Linked DNA regions of Rattus norvegicus: region 1 is linked to region 2. Evidence: chromatin contacts called from public HiChIP or PLAC-seq data. All regions are on one chromosome and are shown on one strand. Each heading gives the region's core, a stretch centred on a gene start, on an enhancer-like site or on the middle of the called end of the contact. The rest is flanking DNA. Distances are from core to core; before and after follow the strand shown. Region 1 holds the start of Rlim (ring finger protein, LIM domain interacting). Region 2 holds the start of Jpx (JPX transcript, XIST activator).

Region 1 (4,815 bases), core at 83-2,582, 490 kb before region 2:
GTGTTTTGGGGGTTTTGTTTGTTTGTTTGTTTCTTTTTTCTTTTCTCTTTTGATTTTATGAGATAGAGTTTCTCTGTGTAGCCCTGGCTGTCCTGGTACTCGCTCTGTAGAGCAGGCTGGCCTAAATTCACACAGAGATCTGCCTGCCTCTGCCTCCTTAAGTGTGTGGGCTTTAAGGGCGAGCCAGTATCGCCCAGCTTCCAGTCTAGTTTAAGCAAGTGATGTAGTAATGTTAGGTTCGTTGGAATAACAGTAAAAAAAGCTAGTCTACCTGTTCTTTTATCAGAAAACAGAAAAATGGGGGTGGAAACACAGAGGCGTCCTTAAAACGCGAGTTAAGGTTCTTTTCCCCTTTAAACAATGGGAACCGAAAGCAGCGTGGCACATTCCCTCCATTTCTTTAGGCTTAAGCATCTAGGAGATGCTTCTTTAACTGCCCTTTTAGAATTCCCTTTCAGACTTTTCCCATCGATTTACAAATCGCCGCCCCCTTTTAAAGTACTCTAGTTAGAGCCTCATGGACTCCTACGTACTCTAGTTAGAGCCTCATGGAGTCCTTTGTACTCTAGTTAGAGCCTCGTGGACTCCTTCGTACTCTAGTTAGAGCCTCGTGGAGTCCTTCGTCACCACTTTTTAATATTGCAAATTCACTTTTGTCCCTACCGTGTACTCCTCCAGCCCCTTCCCCACGTTTAATCTCCAGTATTTAGCAACAAATTGTTTTATAAATGTGTTCACCCTAGATTACCAAATCCCATAAGGACTGAGAATTCCTAAACTATTTCAACTTATTTTATGGCTCAACTTCCTCAACATCTACAGCTGTGCTTGATCGACAGTTGTCATTCGATAAATACATGTTGAATAAAATGTTGGCTGCAGTCTACACTAGTCGGGACTGTGTGAATCAATGCCAGTTACAGTGATACTACATTCTTGTTCTCTGAAAAGGGCTTCAAGCCGCCCGACTGTGACGTCCTTCAGCTTTCAAAATGGGAAAGCGAAGGTTCCCACAATTCTCAGAACGCGAATTTCTCGCTACAATTCAAAATGGCGAAGGAGGGTGGGGCCTGTCACATGGTGGGCGTCCCAGCAGCATTTTTTTCCCGACCCGCGGCCCGCCTGGGCGGGTAGTCTACCGGTCTCCTCCTTTGCCCACTAGGCCTTTTCTAGGACTCAACTGGGATTGGCTGGCTAGCAGTCTGGGAGTGGCGCTGTGAAACTAGGACCGCACCATCACTTCCTGTTGTGGGCAGTCGTTTCCTGTCACTGCTAGGTAACAATGGGGAAGATAATGGCTGCTTGAGCTACGTCTCTGAGCTGGCGCTGTACTAGAGGCGGGTCTCTTTGCCAGGTTTTAGAGGCGGGCGAGAGCGCGGCGGCGGCGGCGGTGCGGCGGAGCCCCGGTAGCGGCGGCGAGCCCAGTGAGTCCACTCCTGGCCGAAACATCGAGTAAGTGAAGGCACGGGTACGCTGAGAAATGGGATGTCGGGCTGGAGGTAGGCAGGGGCGTCGCGGCTCTCAAAATGGCCCGAGTGGCCAGCCGCGGCCGAGACACCCAGTACGGCCTCCGGACTCGGGCTCACGGCTGCGGGGGGCTCCGTGGCGTAGTCGCCGCTGCCATTTTAGTTGGGTGGCGTGTGGCGGCCGGCTCTTGGAAGAAGGGGAAGGAAGCGGGTAGGACTTCCTCTCCCAGGCCCTGGGAGTCGGGGCTCGGCCCTCCCAAACTACGAATGCCGGGGAGGCGATCCTGGACTCTGGGCCTCAGGCGTGAGAATGGCTCCAGTGCTTCTCCTTACTCAGAGGTCCCCCCCCTCGTCGTCGCCCCGCGTTGCGTATCGGGCTAGGGTTTGGGGAAGTGGGGTGGAGGTGCTCTTAACTCAGATGTTGGGAACTCTTGAGCCTTCAGATTTTCACAGAATACGCGGAGCCCCATTTTGAACCCTTCTGTAGGGCATTACCAGTTTGTTACCTCTGGGGCTACGATGACAGTCTTCCCGGAGGATCGGGGACAAATGTGGTTTGCGCCCCTGCTCCTTTAGCTCTAAGTGTATCCTTGGCCAGATATTACTGGAAGGGTTTTCCTTCTCCTTAAAAGAAAACAATCAAAAACCATAAAAACGGAGGGAAAAGACGTTGCGGGTTGTTTTCCCTGGTAAGTGTGGGAATTGAGCCAGAATATTTTCAAGTTAATTTCCGTGTGATCTGCCAGCAGTCCTACCCCTCCCCCACTCAGAAAAAACCCCTAAGGGTCTCAGCTTCTGCGGGCGGTACCTGCCACGTACGCCATAGCCTAGTAACTAGTATTAACCGGTTGGGCTTCTGCTTCCTGAATACTCAGTCCCTTTCCCCCTTCTGCTGATTAATTTCAAGATGGAGGAGACAGCCACGTTCTTTCCCTGGACAGTTTCACCATACTTATTCCACAGGTTAGTCTGGCAGTCTGAGGCCTAGCAGACTACTTATTTAGGTCATTTTTTTTTCTCTTTTGGAGGGGAAAAGGATTTATAGCAGATTCTCGTGCACTCCTGGCAGGCCCCACAATATTTTTTGCTAGAAATAAGTTGCCTATATTTCTTGAATCATAATTAGCCACAGTGGGTTTGGATGATTGAAGACAGAATATTAAGTGTAGTCCTAATCATTTCTTTGATTCTTTAGAGTTAAGAGGCAGGCACAAAAGGTAGGTCGCCTCTCTTGGCCTTTAAAGGAAATCTTTTATCTAACTCCTGGTTCCCTCTGGCCTTGGTTGTCCAAATATCCTAATACTAACATTGAATTAAGTTGACTTATGATATTTCTAACCAAAATGTGTTTTTAAGAATTTGTCTTATTTCGAAGAAAATACGGATTTGCAACAGGAAGAATAATGAATAATTTTTGTTTTCTAGAGCGGAGTGAAGAAAACTAAAATCCAGTTTGTTGGATTTTCAGTACTATGTCATAAAAGACAGGTAATTATTTTTTGTGTTGTCTCCTGGTGATTTATAATATAGAATGCATTTTACAAATATACGTTCCGTTCTATAGCCCTGTGGTTGAATGGGTTCATTGGTGTTGCCTATTCTTCATCATGGGTACTTTTTAGTGTGAATTCAAAGGGTGCTTTTTCAGTACCTGAAAGTCATCTGTGCTTTATCTGTGACATCCTGTCTATTCATCTGTCTCCCTGTCTGTCTCTGTCTGTCTATTTATCATCTATCTATCTATCTATCTATCTATCTATCCATCCATCTATCTATCAAGACAGGGCCTCTCTATGTAACACTGGAACTAGCTCAGTAGATCAGACTGGCCTGGAACTCAGAGATCCATTTGTCTCTGCCTCCTGAATGCTAGGCTTAGAGGTGTGCACTGAAAGAAAGAAAGGTATGCTGCTTTTAAGATTGTTAGAGACACCTGAGTATAAGAAATTGTTTTTACCTGTTCAGTGAATAAATGAAATATCAATAGAATATGAGTTACTTTGTGTGTCATAATTTTCTTCTCAGGATTCAAGAAGTCATATTGGTATGTATTACTGTAATTGGAATTAATTTTTTCATTATTATCAACATTGTAATATAACCATATAAATTACTTGCGCTAACCAGGATACTTAATAAGTATTCCTAGAAAGCAAATGCAAACTTGGATTGTCCTAAGCAAACTGGTCTGGATAGTTAACTTGAGGCTACATTTCTAACTATCTATTCTTGAAGGAGTATGTGCAGGCTCTGTGTTTGGCACGCATTACTTCATAATCTTAACAGTCAGGACTTCATGGGGATATTAACTGTTTTAAAGAGGAAACAGACTACTCTTGAGTAAAGGTTGAATGATTTGTTAAATTGTGGAGCACTCATTTTATCTCAGGTCTGTCCCAACACTGAAGTCACCAAACTTTAATATCGATATACCTGTTGCTTTTCCAGTTACCAGGAAACTACTGGAAATTAAAAGCGATAATCTGTAAGTTATCTTGTATCCAAAACCATTATTAATGCTAAAGTCATTTGTCTCAGTGGAACAGGTGAGAGGGGGAGAGTAATCTAGCAAGTATGCATTATTACGGTGGTTTGCTATAGAGTTCCTGTTTCATATATTAATGTTCTTGGTTTAAGTTGAGAAATTTACTTTTAAAAAAAGTCAGAGTGACATGGTGGCCCATATCTGGAATCCTGGCGATTGGATAGCCAGACATAGGAGGATCACCACAGTTTGAGTCCAACAGATCTAGGTAGTGAATTGCAGACAAGATGGTGAGATCTTGTTTCAAAAGAAATCAGAAGGCTTTTAAAGAAATAGCTTAATAATGAAATCTTTAGGAATGTTAGGCAGATTTTTTTAAAGATTTATTTATTTATTCTATAGAAGTACACTGTAGCTGTCTCCAGACACACCAGAAGAGGGCATCAGATCTCATTACATGTGGTTGTGAGCCACCATGTGGTTGTGAGCCACCATGTGGTTGTGAGCCACCATGTGGTTGCTGGGATTTGAACTCAGGACCTCTGGAAGAGCAGTCAGTGCTCTTAACCACTGAGCCATCTCTCCAGCCCCCTGAAAATTTTAATTATCAGTTTTGCTCTAGATTTTCTCATATTACAATGCTTAAATTTGAGATTTTTATTCCTTTAATCATAACAGCTCCAATAGATGTGTGGAACAAATATCTGTAGTAAACAGCCACACAGTTGTGTATCTGTCTGTGTGTGCTCGAGTGCTTAAGGTAGGTTAATGGTAATAACCACACATCTATAGATTCTTAGTGTATTAGTCAGGGTTAAAGGCCCACACTCGTGATTTCTATGTAGCAACACTACCTCACAAAGG
Region 2 (4,399 bases), core at 947-3,446:
CTACACCCTGGGAATGGTGGTACAAGCTTGTAATCCTAGCGCTTGGGAGCTAGAAATGGGCAGTAAGGGCCAGGGACAGCCTCAACTACAGAAGACTTTGTTTTGGAAACAAGGGGGAAAGGGGCTCAAAAGGTGGGTTCACACTGCCTGTAACTCCAGTTCCACAGGATCCTATGGCTTCTTCTGCCGTCCATAACTGTACTCACATGCACATACCTACACACAAACACACACAATTAAAAAGAAATCTTAAAGCCGGGACAGATCTAGATATAGTTCGGTAGTAGTATGATTGCCTAGCACCACAGGGTCCTAGGGTTCCACAACCAATACTAGTGGGGAAAGTTAAAATTAGCATGATCACTAAACTAAAAATAATAGTTACTCTACAGAACGACGAAAGAGCACGACCCAATTGTGGCTAGATATGGCAAAACTTCAACTATAGTGACAGCGTTTGATTTTATTCACTGTGTTTGCCTTTGTGTTAAATAGGTCATACTGTATAAAGCTGCCAAAATAATGTTTTAAAAAATAAAGTTAATTTTAACATTCCTTTGTCACCCTCATACACATATGAAAAAAATGAGATCATATTATTCTATAACTTACTTTAATATAACAAGCTATCCTATCGTCTTTTATATCAAAGAATCAAAATATACTTTTTAAGCACTCTCCTACTGATGGAGACACAGGTTGTTTCTTCTTGCCACAAAAAGAGAGCCACACAAGCATCCTCTGTTAGGTCTTCTTATTTGTATGCAGATGCGTCTCTTTCTGAAGGATTAAGCCTTAAAAGTCAGACTGAGCTCCAGATATTGAAACTTGGTATTCCATATATTTTTTTATTTCTCTAAATATAGCTACATTAATGTTTCCAAATTCATACTTTATTCAGCCATGATTAAGGTACTGAAATTTCTTTTGACTGAATCCAACAGCATCCAACAACAGAACACAGATCACCTTTTAAGGCCTATTATAACAGATGCTTCCAGACTACATAATCAGTAACATCCTCAGTTGGAATACATAAGAAAGTTATGGGGGAGGGGGAGCATATTATACCATAAATAATGTTGCAAACAAGCTAGTTTTATCAACTACTAAATTTTGATGAGAAAGAGCTGAGGCTGTTCTTGGAGGCCTCTGGGGAGCTGGAATAAACACTCCATTTTGGAGACATTCACGATGGGTCAAACTAATTAGACAAAGGAAAACGAAAAGAAACCTCAAAACCTCAAAACAGGATCTCTCCTAGGAATTAGCCTCCCCGGCCTGACAGGTTCATCCATGTAGGTCCGGTGATGCGGGGACTGATCACTTATCTATTGTGGGCGGAATAGGGGAGTGCCAGCAGGCTAACTCGTCCCGCTCACCAGACCATGCACCAGACCACGCGCCAGACCATGCGGTCGGAGTGGTGACCGCTGTCCCGGCCACCTCTCTGGCAGCGCGTGACCCGGCACTCACCAGGGCACGTTCATTAACTGGCCAGTTTCTCCACTCTCATTAAGTCATCCTCTAGCTGCCTTGCTAGTCCCGGGAAGGAAGCATACGTGTGGACGCCGCCATCTTACAAGTTATAGAAGCCTGGATTTCTGGCGCCGCGGAGAGGGGGGGTCGAGAGGGGGGAGAGCATGCGTCACAGCCAAACCGTCCTTGCGCCGCGCGGCGCCGCACTGTCACGCTCTTCCCTAATGGCTGCTCCAGCAACGTGACCCAGACTGTCAGCGGTTGCTTCCGCAGATGACTGAGCGCTTGCGGTTCCTCTCACAGCTGCCTCTTTTAGCTTCTTTCACATGCTCTGGCTCTTCTGGCCTGTCTTTAATTAGTTTTTCTCTTCCCCTCCGTAATTCTTTTCCTTTCTGTTTCCGTAGAAGACCGGCTTGTGTTTTGCTCCCGAGACCTCTATCGGAACCGCTTCTGTGTTTTTAGCTACCAGCATTGCTGTAGCTGCTGTAACTGCAATCCACGTGCCACAGAGGTTAGGTGGCAAAGTAAACCACATGCCTGGGAATGTCTCATGTTTGTGGATAAAGACTCAGTGTTATACCATGTCTTATTCCTATGGAACAACTCACGGGGCCGAGGCTGATAATAACTCCTTCGGCTTTTGGTGGGTCACACCAATACAGGTTGCTACACAAATTAGAAAGGGATCCTGGGTTATCAATAAAGGCAGAGACCAAAACTCCCATTTAAAAGAGAAAGAAACAAATTCTCATTTTATCTATTGCACCAAGAGGCACGGGGGCAGGAGAGACTGTTCAATGGTTAACTGTGCTTACTGCTCTTGCAAAGGATGGAAGTTCAGTCAGTCCCTACCAGCCATGTGGGGGTAGGGAACTCACAACCGCCTCCAATTCCAGGGGAAGCCATCCCCAACTCGCGCAGCTAAACGCACATGCCCATCTCTTTCTCTACACAGACAAACATGCATGCATGCGTGTACATAAGGAGAGAACTAACTCCGGCAGGCTGTTCCTCTGATCTCCGTGTGCACTACGATACCTGCACGTGTGTGTGTGTGTGTGTGTGTGTGTGTGTGTGTGTGTGTGTGTGTGTGTGTGTATTTAATTAAAACCATTTTGGAAAGTTACCGAAGGAGCCTCAGTGAATATCTGCAGTTACTTGAGGAAGGCTTTGCTAAGGCAACCTGGGACAGCTGTCATGGAGCTAAGGACTGTCCTCTCTCCAGATGTTAGCACATTCTTCCTTACACTGGTTTCTCTCTTTCCCATTGTAGGCAGTTCTGCTGTGCTAGGTCTCCTCAGCTGTACCCAGAATTTGCCTTTTTGGAATCCTCTTTCTTCTGCCTGGAGTTTCTCTGAGATGGCAAGTTTTAGAAATGATGACCTGCACCCCCACCCCAGAACCAAGACAATCAATTTGATATGCTCTGTGACTATACATTTTAATCTAAATATAATTACATATTTTCTCCCACTCCCTTCCTCCAACCCCTATGTTATTCCTCACCACCAGTGCCAATACCACCACCACCACCATCATACACACACACACACACACACACACACACACACACACACACACTGTCTCTCAGATTTCTGGCTTCTTGTGTGTATGTAATTTTTCCAAAAGCAGGGCTGGGGAAGTGGCTCAGTGTGCAAGAGTACTTAATATTATTCTTGTGAAGGACTTGGGTTCAATGCCCAGCAGCCACTTCATGGGGCCTATCACTTCCTCAGCACCATGCACACGTGTGGTACACAGACCTACACGCAGGCAAAACGCACACACATAAAAAAATCTTAAAAATTGTTTTATAAAATTAAAAAAACAAAACTAAACAAAAGGCAAATATAAAAGCTGATTCAGAGGTATCTGGGAGCCCAACTGGCTGCATTATCAATTTCTTTCTAATGTCTGCAGCAAAACTGATGAAATAAATACCAAGAAGTGTGACTTCAGCTAATTTTTAAAGATTTGCCTTACAAGTCATGTATACATCTTTGTTGCTGTTTGTTTTTGAGACAGGGCCCCAGGTTTTCCAGGCTGGCCTCAACTCAGGACGTAGCAGAGAATGACTGAATTCCTAACTCTTCTTCCTTCACCTCCCTAGTTCTAGGGTCACCGCATGTACCACTGTGCCTCTGGCCTTTGGCAATAAGCTTACACTTTCTGGAGGTTCCCTCAACACTCTTTTATGTCCATTTGGGAACAATCTTTTAGTTTTAGGATTAAAAACCTTATACTCTGTTCTCATCTAAAAGTATTTCCTTTATCTTTAATTTTTTTATATAAATGGCTCAAAACTTCTTATAATATTTTACATTTATTTATTTATTGCATGTTTGTGTGTGAGAGAAGGACCAAGGAGGGGGAGGGAGTGAGGGAGAGAGGGAGAGAGAAAGAGATTGAAAGAGAGAGAATGTCCTGGCTGTCCTGAAACTCACTAAGTAGACCAGGCTGGAACTTAAAAATCCTCTTGCCTCTGCCTCTAGTAGGATTAAATAAAACGATTCTTTATCGGTCTAATGAAAATCAAGGAAACACTGAGCTTGCCTAGGATTCTGGCACTTGAGAAAGTTAGGAAGGAGGATCAGGAGTTCAGCTCATCCTCAGCAACATAGTAAGTTCCAGATCAGTCTGACTTACACGAGACCACATGGAAGAGGGGTGGGGAGCAAGGCCAGAAGCCAACCGAAGCTGCATATGAAACATAGGAGGGGGCTGGAGAGATGGCTCAGCGGTTAAGAGCACCCGACTGCTCTTCCAGAGGTCATGAGTTCAATTCCCAGCAACCACATGGTGGCTCACAACCATCTGTAAAGAGATCCGATGCCCTCTTCTGATGTATCTGAAGACAGCTACAGTGTACTTATATATAATAAATAAATAAATCTTTAAAAAAAAAAAAAGAAACATAGGA

What was found. HiChIP or PLAC-seq counts read pairs in DNA pulled down with a chosen protein or histone mark.
Region 1: an H3K27ac HiChIP or PLAC-seq map of oligodendrocytes shows a contact between it and region 2, with 8 times the contacts expected there. The contact joins the promoter of Rlim here to the promoter of Jpx in region 2. A contact is called at or near these places in 2 of 12 Hi-C or Micro-C datasets (the A7r5 cell line and psoas muscle) and 1 of 1 datasets of contacts at active chromatin or transcription factors (oligodendrocytes).

The regions. Positions count from the first base shown.
Region 1 is chrX:73,066,509-73,071,323 of GRCr8, reverse strand. Rlim (ring finger protein, LIM domain interacting) reads left to right here and starts at 1,332. Exons shown (of 5, transcript NM_001024892.1): 1 at 1,332-1,452; 2 at 2,892-2,954.
Region 2 is chrX:72,574,960-72,579,358 of GRCr8, reverse strand. Jpx (JPX transcript, XIST activator) reads right to left here and starts at 2,196. Exons shown (of 8, transcript XR_597655.4): 1 at 1,477-2,196.